Linked DNA regions of Muntiacus reevesi: region 2 is linked to region 1. A link is a contact called in public Hi-C data. All regions are on one chromosome and are shown on one strand. Each heading gives the region's core, a stretch centred on a gene start, on an enhancer-like site or on the middle of the called end of the contact. The rest is flanking DNA. Distances are from core to core; before and after follow the strand shown. Region 1 holds the start of MYSM1 (Myb like, SWIRM and MPN domains 1). Region 2 holds the start of OMA1 (OMA1 zinc metallopeptidase).

What was found. A called contact is a pair of places that touch in the nucleus more often than the background predicts.
Region 2: a Hi-C map of muscle shows a contact between it and region 1, with 5 times the contacts expected there. The contact joins the promoter of OMA1 here to the promoter of MYSM1 in region 1. A contact is called at or near these places in 2 of 3 Hi-C or Micro-C datasets (blood and muscle).

The regions. Positions count from the first base shown.
Region 1 is chr1:146,469,971-146,477,578 of mMunRee1.1, reverse strand. It overlaps MYSM1 (Myb like, SWIRM and MPN domains 1), which reads right to left and starts at 4,199. Exons shown (of 19, transcript XM_065912112.1): 1 at 4,115-4,199; 2 at 1-56. The coding sequence starts at 4,179.
Region 2 is chr1:146,600,271-146,607,878 of mMunRee1.1, reverse strand. OMA1 (OMA1 zinc metallopeptidase) reads right to left here and starts at 4,190. Exons shown (of 9, transcript XM_065928898.1): 1 at 4,095-4,190.

The DNA of each region.
Region 1 (7,608 bases), core at 2,950-5,449:
TCCATGAAGAATCGAGATAATGATCTTGTAAAAGAGATGCTGTATTTTCATCACTTCTGTAACAATTGAGAAAATAAGTATGAAAGTGAAATTATACCAGTTAATGAATACAATTTACACAGCACAGTGACTGATAGCTTTCATACGTTAAACAAATATTTAGTTCCTTTCTCCATCCTATTTCAATTGCTAAACATCAAGTTTGTTTACTTCTGTTTCTCAAGAATAAACAACTCCATAAGGAAAAAACTACCTCCAAACAGCAACCAGACACAACATATTCTGTGGCTCTGAACCAACACTTCAGATTTCTTTTGATGAATATGCACATCTATACAGGAATTCAACTTTCTGACTCTTTTGGTTATGTCAAGGCTGTATATTGTCACCCTGCTTATTTAACTTACATGCAGAGTACATCATGAGAAATGCTGGGCTGGAGGAAGCACAAGCTTGAATCAAGATTGCCTGGAGAAATATCAATAATCTCAGATATGCAGATGACACCACCCTTATTGCAGAAAGTGAAGAGGAACTAAAAAGCCTCTTGATGAAAGTGAAAAGAGGAGAGTGAAAAAGTTGGCTTAAAGCTCTCAAAATTCAGAAAACTAAGATCATGGCATCTGGTCACATCACTTCAAGGGAAATAGATGGGGAAACAGTGGAAGCAGTGTCAGACTTTATTTTGGGGGGCTCCAAAATTACTGCAGATGGTGGATGCAGCCATGAAATTAAAAGATACTTACTCCTTGGAAGGAAAGTTATGACCAACCTAGATAGCATATTAAAAAGCAGAGGCATTACTTTGCCAACAAATGTCCATCTAGTAAAGGCTATGGCTTTTCCAGTGGTCATGTACGGATGTGAGAATTGGACTGTGAAGAAAGTTGAGCGCCGAAAAATTGATGCTTTTGAACTGTGGTGTCGGAGAAGACTCTTGAGAGTCCCTTGGACTGCAAGGAGATCCAGCCAGTCCATCCTAAAGGAGATCAGTCCTGGGTGTTCATTGGAAGGACTGAAGCTGAAGCTGAAACTGCAATACTTTGGCTACTTCATGGAAGAGTTGACTCATTGGAAAAGACCCTGATGCTGGGAGGGATTGGGGGCAGGAGGAGAAGGGGATGACAGAGGATAAGATGACTGGATGGCATCACCAACTCAACGGACATGAGTTTGAGTAAACTCCGGGAGTTGGTGATGGACAGGGAATCCTGGTGTGCTACAGTCCATGGGGTCGCAAAGAGTCAGATACGACTGAGCAACTGAACTGAAAGTCACACTGTTTACTTCATATGAAAAGTTTGAGGAGGCCCAATCTGTGATATAATTATATTTAAAATTTGCTTCTGTATGTTTTGAAGTTACAAAAGTTTCCTAGTTAGTGACTTTTCCCAGTCTATACTTCTTACAAACTGCTATACCTCTTAGAAACTGCTATAATATAAAGTTTATTGTCTGTTTCATCCAATAAGAATGTGAGTTCCATAAGAGCAAGGACTTAGTTTGGATGAGTGCTATAAACCCAGAGCTAGGCATATAAATGATAATCAATATTTGTTGAATGATTGAATGAACAGGTAGGTGGGGTATGGATCACACAGGTCTCTAGGGAGTTGAGAGTAACATCATCAGATCTGGATGTAAGAAAAGACCTCAGAGAAGACTAGAAGAGGGTCAAAGAGACAAGAAGCAGTTAAGAGGGAATGATTACATAGATACTAGAGAAGTGACAGTAACTTAGACCTAAAACACAAGCAGTGTGAATAGAAAGAAGTGAACACATCTGAGAGGATACTCAGAATCAACAGACTCTGATAGGAGAGAGGTAAGGAAAAAGGTTAAAATCTAGGTCTCTCCCCTGCATGACTGGGTGGATGGTGCCATTTATTAAATTAGGGAACTTGAAGAGTTAGGCTGGGTAAGGAAAGTTTCTATAAAGTGAGATTGAGGAGCTCGTGGATCACGCAAGGGAAAATAGATTCAGGAAAATGGATAAATGCATCTAAAGATCAGGAGAGAGATTTGAGCTGGTGACAGATTTGGGCAATATCGGCCTGTTATTAGGTGGAATTTAAGATTAACTCTCATTTGTGTGGGTCAAAATTGGTGGAACATTGGGAAAATTTCATATGGTCCAACTTAACAGATAGAAATTTAAGTCTTGAGAGATGGAATGTATGGTTAGTAGGAGTCTTATGACAAAAATTCCTTGGAATGCTATGATTTAAAGAACAAGTAGAAGAAACAGAGGATAAGAAAGAATGGTAGAAGGGAAACAAAACATTTCAATGCATCTTCTAACCTTGGTAACCAGCACTTACCAAGGATTTAAAAGTGTGTTTTCAATTAATCTTCAAGATATCATGATCAGCTATAAATGAACAATTCAGAGGGGCATCTAAGTGTTTACTCACACCAAATTCCACATGATTAGAGTACCAACACTAGGAAGCAACTGTCACTAGACTGTAATGTTCATGCTGCTCTACAAAACTGTGTGAGGCAATGACAACAACCGTGAGGAACCAACAACTGGTTACTGGTTTCATGAGACTAATGTGACTATAAGTGCCACCAGTAGACTTTGGGCTTAGACAGAATAATAAGAGAAAGGAAAGGAAAAAGAAAAAGAGAAAAAAAACACAATCGTAAAAATAAAGAAAAACCCTTGGAAAAAGGGGAAGAGTCAGTGCTCTCAGATAATCTTTAGTGTTTCCAAGGGGAGTTCATCTCTTGAACTTCAGGTAAGAATCCCTCACACTTATTTCATACACTTATTGTGGAAAGTAAACCAAACCATGCATGCAAAAGCACTTGGTCAAGATTAACTTAATCTACACAAATGTGAAAGATTGTTATCAAAGGCTTTCTGTTCATTTGTATAGACTTGTACTGTTTTGCCTAACATTTGAAGGAGACTTAGTTACTCCTCATTTTTATAGTGTTTTAAATTCAGGAAAACTTTAAAGGGCTCTATTTCAGTCCCTCATGGGCAGGGTTGGTGCTCTTCTTCACAATTTACAAAGGTGCTATTATTAGGTTGGATCATGTGAAATTGTTATTTTATAGGTCAAAAATGGCCTAAGCCTCACAATTTTAACCTGGCTCAATGTAGCGACTTCTAATGAATCTGTTCATAGTTATAAGCAACATAGCTGGCTGAGTTGAGAACTAAGGTCTTCTGATCCTGACCAATGTAGGCCTCTTCTATTACTAAAAGAGAATTCTGAAAGCACATCTTTAAAACCGCATGTATCGATTTCTTTCTCTGCAAGCAAGGAGTCAAACAGCTAGATGTCTCAAGCTGGAGGCTGCTTTCTAAAAATCACACTGGCCTGCTCTGCAGGAACTGGTACTAAATGGTGACCTCGCACTGGGTCCTCAAAATACCATCCGTGGGTGGGACGGTAAAGAACACAACACTTACAGAGCACCTCTTACACTAGAGCACATCCCCAAATTATTTCATTTGATCTTCACAATAACCGTATGAGGTACATAACATGATAGTCAGCTTACACATGAGTTGTCTGAGGCCCAAGGTCACACTGCTAGTAACTAGCAGGGTCAATACACAGCTGTCCAACTCTTAAGTCCCACTCCTTTCTTTTAGATCACGCTGCCTGTCGGGAAGTTTTTCACCACTGTCCCTACCTAAATGAGGAAACCAGAGGCTAGTAGAGATAAAACGACAAGCCCAAGGTCACACGGCCTGCAAGCGAGGGAACAAGAATTCCTAAGCTCGATTCCGTCCAGGGACTGCCCTTGTTCTAATTATTTTTTGGGCGGTGACAAAGGGGCGGGTTCTGGGGTGGCAGTAAGGGAAGAAGCAATCTAACCGCTTAAAAGTATACAATGTGCCAGGCGCGATCAGCGCCCTCACAGGATCTCGCTAAAAGGGAAGTTCCACGCTAGTCTACGGTACCCGCCCTCTGGGTTCAAGAGGAGCCAACAAACGGGATGGGCGAGGCGCGCCTCTCTGGCCGGCAGGAGACCCTGGCCCAGAGGATGGTTTTCCACTCCCCCGGCCCTTGCCGGAACCGCGGCCTTTATAGGGTACCTCCTCACAGCCGTGCACTCCCTGGTCTCAGCAAGCCCAGTCTCTACCGCTCACCCAGACTGTGCCGCCGCTGGCACTACGTCCCCTTCGATATCCACATCCGCCTCTTCAGCCGCCATGATGGGACCTGACCCCAGCCGTCCTCCCGAGAGATCCCGCGAGAGGTGGAGGGCCTGAAGGCGGGGCCATGTACGTCAAGGGGCGGAGTCGACGCCTAGGCCAGCTCCTTCCAAGCTGGGGAAGCGGGGTTTCAGAGAAAAGAGGCTAAGGAGTTCTGGAGTTCGATCCTTTTGGCTTTTGTTGAGGAGTAGCTCAGTGCTAAAGAATCCGGTTGCGATAGGCCAGTTCGATCCCTACATTGGATCCTCTGAAGTAGGAAATGGCAACCCACTTCAGTATTCTTGCTGAGAAATCCCATAGACAGATGAAACTGGCAGGCTACAGTCCATGGGGTCACCCGAAATAGTCAGGCACAACTTAGACTAAGCTTCAAAAAAGCCTTGGCAAGCAGCCCAGGCTTGGGATTTGAAGAGATTCTGCTCTTGCATAAATTCTTTGGCGCCTCACTTCTCTGATTTGTAAAATGTAAAAATAATAATCTGCTGCTGCTTAGTCCCTCAGTTATGTCTGACTCTTTGCGACCCCATGGACAGAGGAGCCTGGTGGGCTACAGTCCATGGGGATTTCTCCAGGCAAGAATACTGGAGTGGGTTGCCATGCCCTCCTCCAGGGGATCTTCTTTACCGTCAGAGCCATCAGGGAAGACCTAAAATTTTTATCTCGAGTGCTGAAAATATCAAATTAGACCTACTTTGAACTGTGAAAGTGGCAACAGTGATCCTTACCTGCTGATTTTCTTTCCTTTCTTTTTTCTTCTTTTTTAAGGAATTATTCAGTACTTATTGAAGTGCTGAGCATCTGTTTTATTTTAAAAATTAAGGATATAAATTATGATTGCATATTTTATTTTTTAGAGATCTTTACAATTAATTAAAATATCATTCTCATGACCGTTGATCTTCACAATTACACAGTGAGTTAATCAGGACTGATATTATCAGTCACAGTTCTACAGATGAGGAACCTGAGGCTCAGAAAACTGAAATGACTAATGGAAAGGATAGATAGCTGGTCAAAGACAGCTGGGAGCAGAATCTAGGCCTTTGGACTTTTTCCTGAGTGCTTACCCTCTATACATCATTTAGTTGGGAACTGTGAAAGACAAATGCCATTTCTCTCAAAGAATTTATGGTTTTACAAGAAATTAGATATTGGTCTTATGTATTATTCTCCCTTACCGTCTATCACTTGCATTATTGTAGCTGTTCATTCACTTGTCTGCCTCCACTGTTAGTTGATGAAATCACTAAGGACAGCACTGTATCTAGTAGTCTTTGCACTAGTCCTTATCCTATCATCATTCAACAAAGTGTCTGACACACAGTAGGTGCTCAATAAATATTATACTGATGAATGAGTCAATCAATTCATGGAATGAGTCCTCTTCCGACACTGTCGTGAGTTTTTTCCATCTCACTTTTCTTTATGCTCAAGCCATAGATGAGCTGTATTATGAATGTGACGACAGAAGATGAGGGAAAGTTTTTCAAAGAGGAAGATCCGATGTCCAGTGCTCTGAAACTGTATAGTGCCCCATCCTTAGGTCAACCTGCAGATGCTTTGTTGTTGTTTAGTTGCTCAGACATGTCCAACTCTGTGACCCCATGGACTTTTGCATGCCAGGCTTCCCTGCCCTTCACTACATCCTGGAGCTTGCATGAACTCATGTCCATTGAGTCGGTGATGCCATCCAACAATCTCGTCCTCTGTTGTCCCCTTCTCCTCCTGCCTTCACTCTTTCCCAGCAACAGGGTCTTTTCTAATGAGTTGACTCTTCACCTCAGGTGGCCAAAGTACTGGGGCTTCAGCTTCAGCATCAGTCCTTCCAATGAATATTCAGGGTTGATTTCCTTTAGGATTGACTGGTTTGATCTCCTTGCAGTCCAAGGGACTCTCAAGAGTCTTCTCCAACACCACAGTTCAAAAGCATCCATTTTTTGGTGCTCAGTCTTCTTTATAGTCCAACTCTCACATCCATACATGACCACTGGAAAAACCATAGCCTTGACTAGATGGACCTTTGTTGGCAAAGTAATGTCTCTGCTTTTTAATATGCTGTGTAGATTTGTCATGGCTTTCCTTCCAAAGAGCAAGCGTTTTTTAATTTCATGGCTGCTGTCACCATCTTCAGTGATTTTGGAGCCCAAGAAAATAAAGTCTGTCACTGTTTCCATTATTTCCCCATCTATTTGCTATGAAGTGATGGAACCGGATGCCATGATCTTCTCTTTTGAATGTTGAGTTTTAGGTCAGTTTTTTCCACTCTCCTCTTTTACCTTCATCAAGAGGTTGTTTAGTTCCTCTTCGCTTTCTGCCATAAGGGTGGTGTCATCTGCATGTGAGGATGCTTTACCTGTTGCCAAAGGACTTATCCAGTGACCAGTTCTAGTGGTAGCTGGCATGCTTGTAACAGAGTAGGCATTCTGAGGTATTTGTTGGATGTGATTTATGGTAAGTTAGAAAGATGGGCATGCCCAGATAATCAAAAGAATATAGATGCCTTTTATCGATCTTTACATAGCAGGCCAGATGGGAACCTTGGATAATCATGATATCAAATGACGTAGACCATGACACAGAATACCATAAGGACAGCATCTCTTGCAACAGGGAACTGAAGGCTTTCTGGCCCAGTGCCACCATCAGTAGGCATTAAAATATACGTGGAAAGAAGGAAAAGAAGTCCTGCACAGAACGCAAACATGCCCCAAGGCCTCTAGATGTAAAGGCCTCCTAAATAGGGGGACTAGCCTGAAGCCTCCCTACACATAACCCACACTATGCTCCTACTTTGCTGACTTATGTGAAACAGGTTCTGTTAGGCTTTAGCCCAACCCCAAAGAATCCACCTGCAATTCAGGAGCTTCAGGAGACATGAGTTTGATCCATGTGTCCAGAAGATCTCCTAGAGAAGGGCATGGCAACCCACTCCAGTATTCTTGCCTGGAGAATCCCACTGAAAGAGGAGCCTGGTGGGCTACAGTCCATGGAGTCACAAAGAGTCAGACACAACTGAAGCAACTTAGCACTCATGCATGCACCTACAAAATACAGCTATAACCCCACATGTAACCTCAGTGGATTCCTGAGGCCCCGTCTATTATTTAAAATTCCTTGTTCTAGAGTTCTGAAAAAAAAAAAAAAAAAAAAAAACACCTCTGCAATTTGTTTAAAGACCTATTTTCTCACCCTTTTGAAAATAGAATAAAAAATTCAGAATTCACAAATACTTATATTCCCACTGTACTCAGTTTTAGAGAAATGGCATTAAACAAGATGGACTCATTCACTGCTCTCATAAAATCTACCAAACATGCAATTTCAAGATGATGTAATAAGTTCTATTAATACATTCTCCATCCTTCTAGGATCAGAGGGGGTGGCACTTATCCCAGAATAAATACTCTCCTATACCACATTTTTGAGGA
Region 2 (7,608 bases), core at 2,941-5,440, 130 kb before region 1:
TGATTGAATTGAGTGAAAACATACATAACTAAATAAATAAAGGGCATCCAGATAAGAAATATAGATCATCTTTATTCCTAGATAACATGACTGTCTATCCAAAATATCCAAAGAAATCTACAAACCAAACCAAACCAAAAAAAAAAAAAACCTATTAGAATGAGCTTAAGGTGGCAGAATACAAGAGCAATACACAAAAACAATTTTATTTCTACATACTAGCAAGTGAGAGAAGCCAGACCCATAGGCAGGAAAAAAACACTACTCTCCCTCCATAAAGCATACTCTATGATTACAGCTATATAATATTAACTGTAGAAAATGCAGATTAATTAACAGTTACAGAGAAATCAGAGAATAGAGAGTTAAACAGGGGCAAGAGGAGGAATTACAAACGTTGGGGGACAATTAAAGGGCTCACTATTGTGACTGTGTTGCTGATTTCATAAATATACACTGAGTCCAAACATACGCACAGCTGAAATATGTCCAAATTACTGTGGATAAACTATACAGTAAGATTTTTTTTTAAAGATACTAAAAAGAGACAACCAAACACAATGTGTAAACTTTGATTAAATCCTACTTTGAAAGAAAAAAAGCCTTAGAAAACAATTGGAACTACTGGGATAAACTGAATATGAATTTGCTTTTAGGTTCTTTTAGGTAAGTATTGCTTATTTTCTAAGTTGATAAAGATGTGGTTATGGAGGTGAGTATCTTATACCTGAAATACTTGCTGAACACTCTCTTCATGATGAATGAAACTTTCAAATTTTATAAGAAAAGTACCTACATACATACACAAAGGACATAAAGCCGATATACTAAAAATGGCAGCAATCTTTGTGTAAAGTGGTGGTTATATATGTGCCATTAAATTTTTTTTTTCAGTTTTCTTTAGTGTTTCAAAATCTTCATAATAAAAATGGGGAATACATGTAAATCCATGGCTGATTCATGTTAATGTATGGCAAAAACCACTACAATATTGTAAAGTAATTAGCCTCCAACTAATAAAAATAAATGAAAAAAATAAATAAAAATTGCATCTTCTGCACTGGCAGGCAGGTTCTTTACCAGCTGAGTCACTGGGGAAGCCCAATAAAAGTTGAAGGTAAAAATACGTAAATCTAATTCAGTCTAGGTTAATATACTATTATCTAGAAAGATGTTTCAGAACATCAATTTTCATAAATAATATTATCTATATATCAAACTATTTGAATACTGCTCAACATTTTTACATACTTTATACATTCTGCCCTTGCATTATTAATGTATAACCTGAATAAAGAGCATGCTAAGCAAGCATTAACTTCTAGTTAACCCTTTTTGAATTACTACCAATTCTAAATCAGTAGTGTCAAAGTTGATATTGTATATAATAGTTTAAGACTAATAACAAGATATTTTCTAGTTTTTCTTCTTCTTTGAACCTAGCTGAAAAGTGGTAAAATATTTCAGGCCTGGAAATCATTTTAAAATTAGTCTTTGGGTAGCTAGGAAGATTCTTCATTGGCTAGGTGGTATGTGAGTTGCGGACACAGCATAAAATTCAATCCCTGACCTCACAGAAGTCATAATCTAGTTGGGGCGTGGTGGCAGCGGGGGGTGGGGGGGATGGGGGGAAGTACTTTTTAGTAAGACTATTAAAGGACAGTAAAATATGGCCTTTTATTAAGTGCCATACACTGTATGAATTTTAAAAAAGAAAATATATCCATGAGTAGCAAAATAGTTCAGGAAGGCAATTATTATGCACAACATTTGGGCAGATGCAGAAAAAAAAAATTTAAGATTTCAAATAAGAAAGTGTACTTAAGGTTTATATATAGAATGTCTTCTACCAAAAGTCAAAACTGCAAAAACAACACACTCTTTTCATTATTCTAGGAGACCAGTTTCAGTCACTTACCAAGTGCACTCTACAGCCTAAATTTGGGGCATAGGCCTAGACTGCCATGTTTGTCCCTTTTGATTCTGACCTCCGAATTATTTATTATTCATTCATACATTAAATATTTAACAAGTGCCTGCTACATGCCATACCACACACCTTTCTGAATGCTAGGGACACCACAGAAAACAAACCAGACCAAAATCTCTACCTAATTTGCAAAAATAGCAATGCTTAAAATATGGCAGTATACACAAATATAAATAAATCTAAAGAGATATACACCAAAGCATTCACAGTGGTTATTTGGAGTGGCAGGATGATGGTTGTAAGGATTCAGCATTTCCATCTTCTGTATTTCTGTGCTATTTACATTTTTACAGAATGTGTGACTACTGTTTTAAGCCCCAAGCCAATAAAGCCAACTGTATTTGTAATTTTCTCTGGTTTCTATGCACTTCAATAAACTCCTACATACTGTAGACCAAACCCTGCAAATTACCACTTCCCACTATTTCTCCAGGCACCTTCCCCACCCTTTCTTCATCAACTCCTAAGTTCCAGACCCATGGATTTACTTACTCCTCTCAGTGGGGGAAAAAAAAAAAAAAAAAACCTCTCATCTCTGTGTGCGCACATCTATTTACACTGCTTAGCTCTGCTCACATGTCAAGCAAACTCCTGCTCATCACTCGACTTCTGTGAAATGTAAAGTGTTATACTGACACAGAAGGTGTAAGTAGAAGCCCGACACCACACCTATTACACATACAAGCAAAACCATTCATTTATATCACCGACAAGTGTCACTTAGAACAGAAATAGTGCCTGATAGTTTGTAATCCCTGCTTTATCCTTAAGAAAGGGTAAAGAATGGGAGAAGAAATCTATTTATAAATTTTCAAAGAGCCAATGACTAGACTACACAGAGCAGAAGAATCTGGGCTTACATATCCTCTTCAAAGAACTGCAGCAGGTCAACAAACATAGCTGGCAAACGTCTAGGATTACTAAATTAATGATGTGAGAAAATTAAACAATCTGGATTGTTAGCCTCTAAGAACATTTCAGATCCTTAATTCTTTAAGTACCATCTCAGAATGAGCAAGTACAGCCCTCACTGGCACTCACAGCTGAAGCCTAGAAGACAGTTTTAACAATTCTGCTGAAAATGACTATTTCTTCTCTAGTTTCTATGGCAACAGCTGTCAGATCGGCAAAAATAGGACATGTACTTTAAAATAATCATTCAAGCAAAGAACACACATGATGGAAGGCTTAAAAAAATAATAATAAATTGGAAGGCAACAAACTTGGTTCTTAGGCTTCCAAATGTCAGACTACACCCTTTCACCACAGCTGAGAATGATGGATATGAACCCAAATCCTTTTAGTGAGGGTTTGGTTGCATTGGTTGGAATCACTACAGCTGATTAATCCCTGAATTCTCAATGAAGTATTTTCATTTCCCTGGACTAAAATTTCTCATGCACATTGTAACTGTTTCACTTTACACAAGCAAGAGACATTATTTAAAGAGCACAAAAAGTGAATTTTGTAGACAGGTTCATGAAGAAATTGTCTTAATACCCTACAGCTGTTCAGACAGGGAATTTCCTATGTTTCACTGGGGTAGGTAGGAAAACTCTTCTCTACTTTTAAGAGTGAGGAAGTAAAAGAGGTTTGAGTCTCAAGATGCCTAAACCGGCTGGAATCGGTTTTCCACGGGAGAAGGTGTCACTATGAGGCACAGGATACTACGTTCATTAGAAACACAACTTTAAAAAAGGGTCCCTTAAACGAGAAGGCTGGGAGAGGGAGGTTATCTTGCCGGAAAATGCAGCCACCTGTCTATTTGCAACTCCCGCGCTGCACGGTAGCGCCCTGGAGTCCCTGCAATTCACACCAAGAGGGGACCAGGCGGGAGAAGGAGGCTTCACTCCCACGTCCTCCTGTCCTCCTGTCCCGCTCGCCCCTCTTCCCGACTCCACACGCAGCCCCCTCGATTCCCGCCCGGGCGCCCCGTCGTCCCTCCCCCACCCCAGGCCTCGCCATCCCCACCCCGCCGGGTCCACAGGGTCCTCGCTCCGCACCCCATCGCCCCTCAAAGCTCTCTCCGCCCCAACTCCAGTACTCTGTCCCCTCCCCGGGGCCCGGCCCACTCTACAGCAAAGGCGTCCCCACCAGGACAGACCCCAGCAGTAGCAAAAGCGAAGAGTCCGCCGACCTGACCTACGCGCACGCGCACACCCCGCCAGAGAAGCCCGGCCTCTTCACTTCCTGCCCTCGGCCAGGACCGGGACGCCGTTTGCTCCGCCCACACCGGGCCGTCAACACACCCGCCCAGGTTCGTCCTCCCAGAGGGCCGGGGTCCCGGGTGAACTATGGCGCTCTAGTGCCCCCGCGTGGCTGGAGGAGGGACGTGACTGTGGGCTAGGCTGCTTGCCTAGGAACATCACTAGCGTGATCCAGGCCAGGGTGTGCCCGCTGTAGATACGGCCTGCTGTGCTGGCCGAAAGCAAAGTGATTCGAAGGCTACCCAAACGCTAAGGTTTTTTAGTTCAGAAGTTGCACTGGTAGAAGTAGTCTTCGGAGTGTGAGAACTGTCTGCTTTCACATGGCGCGTTTTAAGGAAGATGAGGGATAATCTGCAGCATCTGGAAGTTAGTTGAAAATAGCTGGCTACAAAGCGATGTGTATAGTAGACTTCATTCATTCCACCAGAGAATACTCACTGAGCACCAAGTGCATTCTAAGTACCAGGGATACAGAGAACAAGACAGAGACCCTGCTTTCATGGCGCTTATGTCACGGTGAAGAAAGGGACCAGCAAGTGAACAAGTAAATAAGCAAGATACCAGATAGGGAGAAGATACTTTAATTCCAAATGTAGTCTGTTATATTTATATTCTATGCACAGTGAAGAACATCTTAAAGGAGAGAAACACTATTTTTAGGTATCACTTTTAGAACATTTTAAAATAATTTTTTTCTTTTATCTTGCTGGCCTGTATTTTATAGCTTGCCTTTTGCTTTGAAGGAACTATGTTGGCATATTTCCGACCACTGGTTCCCTGAAAACTGAAGTGGCAGTTCCCTGAATCTTCACAGATTTACCTCCCACCCTCTGAAGAGCATGTTTCTTACCAAGGTTTCCAATATACTAGCCATCTCTTGCTCATTCTGCCTGATTAGCATCATGTCATCAGTGAAACAGGTGTGGTGTTCTGGGGGATGCCCAAGTGGTCCAGATTCTGTATTATGATGGGTCGCAGAGCTGACACGATGGCTGTGATCAGGGCTCCTACATGGTTCAGTCTGCAGTAGTTTGTAAGCCATCCTCCTGGTTTCTGAAGGGGGCTGACAGGCAAACTAAATGGAAACATGACCATTTAAGGGGCGACCATTCCTGCATCCTTTAGGTTGTTCATGGTAGCATTAATTCCACTGTCACCTCCACATGCCCTTGAATGAAATATTGGTTTTAATTTATTTTTTCAACTTAATAGAGAAGGGATTGTTTCAAAGGTGTTCACTTGGACTTCCCCACATGAGAACTAAAGGCCAAGAACCTAATGTGCAGGCTTGCGCCAACTGCTCGATTTATATTCCCAGTTATGAATTCAAGAGTTTGGGGAAATGGGTGGGTCTGTAGGCTCAGGGACCCATTGTAAGCTCTGTGTTATCAAGGACTCTGCTCATTACCTGACACTCAGAAGCCCCTTTCTTACAGAGGAGCCACGGGAGTACTTTATATTTCTGGGTAACAAGATCCTTTCAAATTCTGAGAAATATCTGGGTGTTCCTCTTTCCCCAGTATACTTGTCTCAGTGTTGCAGGGTCCTTCTTCCCAGGGACCTAGCCACCTCCTTTGGTCAATGGGTTCCATAGTCTGGGTCTGAAAATTGACTCAGATATGAGAATTAAGCAAGAAACATGACTTTTTATTTGGATAACCACACTGAGACTCCTCTTCCTCCATTTGTGTGTTTTCCTGCTCATAGATGTAAGCAGAAACCAGTTGGCTGCCCATTTATAGAATGTAATAGAATAGAGCCTAAGATCTTTTCTGTATGATTAGGCCCGTGGAGCTTTTACAAGACACATGCATATGCCCTTCTTGTGGTAAGGACCACCAAGGTAACTGTGGTCCCAACAGTTCTGAATAGCCCATCCTTTCCTGACTCAGTTGAAGTGTTACTTTTGATACATACTGCTGCTGCTGCTGCTAAGTCGCTTCAGTCATGTCCAACTCTGTGCGACCCCATAGACTTCATAAATACCTGCATCTGTTTCTGGACTTTGTGTTTGTTCCTTTGGCCATCTGTTCTGGTACTGGTATACAATTCTAATTATTCTAACTTTACAATGCATATTTTATTTTCAAATATTTTCTGCCTCTTCTTATACATTTGACCTTGAAGATGAACTTTGAAACTTAAGTCCTCTCTATCAAAAGTGCATTGAGATTTTGGTTTTGTTATCACTGTTGTTTTTAAGTTTATATTAATTTTGAAAAAAAAATTATATCTTTGCAGTGTTGACTCTATCAGTCGAGGAAACTGGCATGTGTCTCCATTTATACAGGTCTTCTTTTATGTTCCTACATAAAGTTTTACAGTTTTCTTATATGATAGGTCAAAGCAGTATTTTTTTAAAGGAACTATAAACTTTGACTTGTCTTAAAATTACAGAATCTCAGAACTGGAAAGGACTTAAAAATCATCTCATCACCCCACTCAATCAAACAAGCAAAGATATGGGGTATATTTTGGTGAGGGTTTTTTTTTGACATGGTCACATCATATTACATGTATTTTCTGTGACTTCAGTTTATCACTTGAATAGCAAGTCTTGGAGAAATTTCTGTGTAGATGCAGATAGATCAAGTTAATTCATTTAAATCACTGCGTAATGTTTTATGGAAATGATATTGCCTCATTTATTATTCCCTTGTTGTGGGCATTTAGCTATTTCTATTGCTTTGTTCTTACAAAGAACTCAGTTTACAACTTTGCACGCTAACTAAAATCAAAGTTCCTGAGTCTAGTGCACACAACCAGTGCCTACAAAGTCCCCCTCCTCAAAGTTACCACTAGGTGGCACAATGCCTCTCAAAGGCTTTTTTTCTTTTTTTTTTTTTTTGGCTGTAAAGTGTCCTTCAGTTCTGTTCAAAAAGTATTTATCAGATGGGTATTGTATACTAAGCACTGGAATTTTGCAATACCCCAATTTCAACAGAATAAAATCATCACTTCAAAAAATACTTATTGGACTCCCCTGATGGTCTAGTGGTTAAGAATCCACCTGCCGATGCAGGGGGTGTGGGTTTGATCCCTGGTCTGGGAAGCTCCTATATGTGCAGAGCAACTAAGCCCATGTGCCACAACCACTGAGCCCGCGCTCTGGATCCTCCAAGCTGCAATTACTGAAGCCTGCATGCGTAGAGTCTGTGCTTCCACAAGAGAAGCCACTGCAATGAGAAGCCCATATGCCACACCTAGAGAATAGCCCCCATTCACTGCAACCAGAGAAAGCCCACGCACAGCAACAAAGACCCAGCACCACCAAAAATCAGTCCATCAACAGTACGGTGTTTTTTAAAATTCCTTATTGAGTGCACACTATGTGGTGGGCCCTGCGTAGGTCTGAGGGCTCCAGGGGAAATGAACGATCCCCAGCTATTCTTCTGGACTCCAGCAATTCCC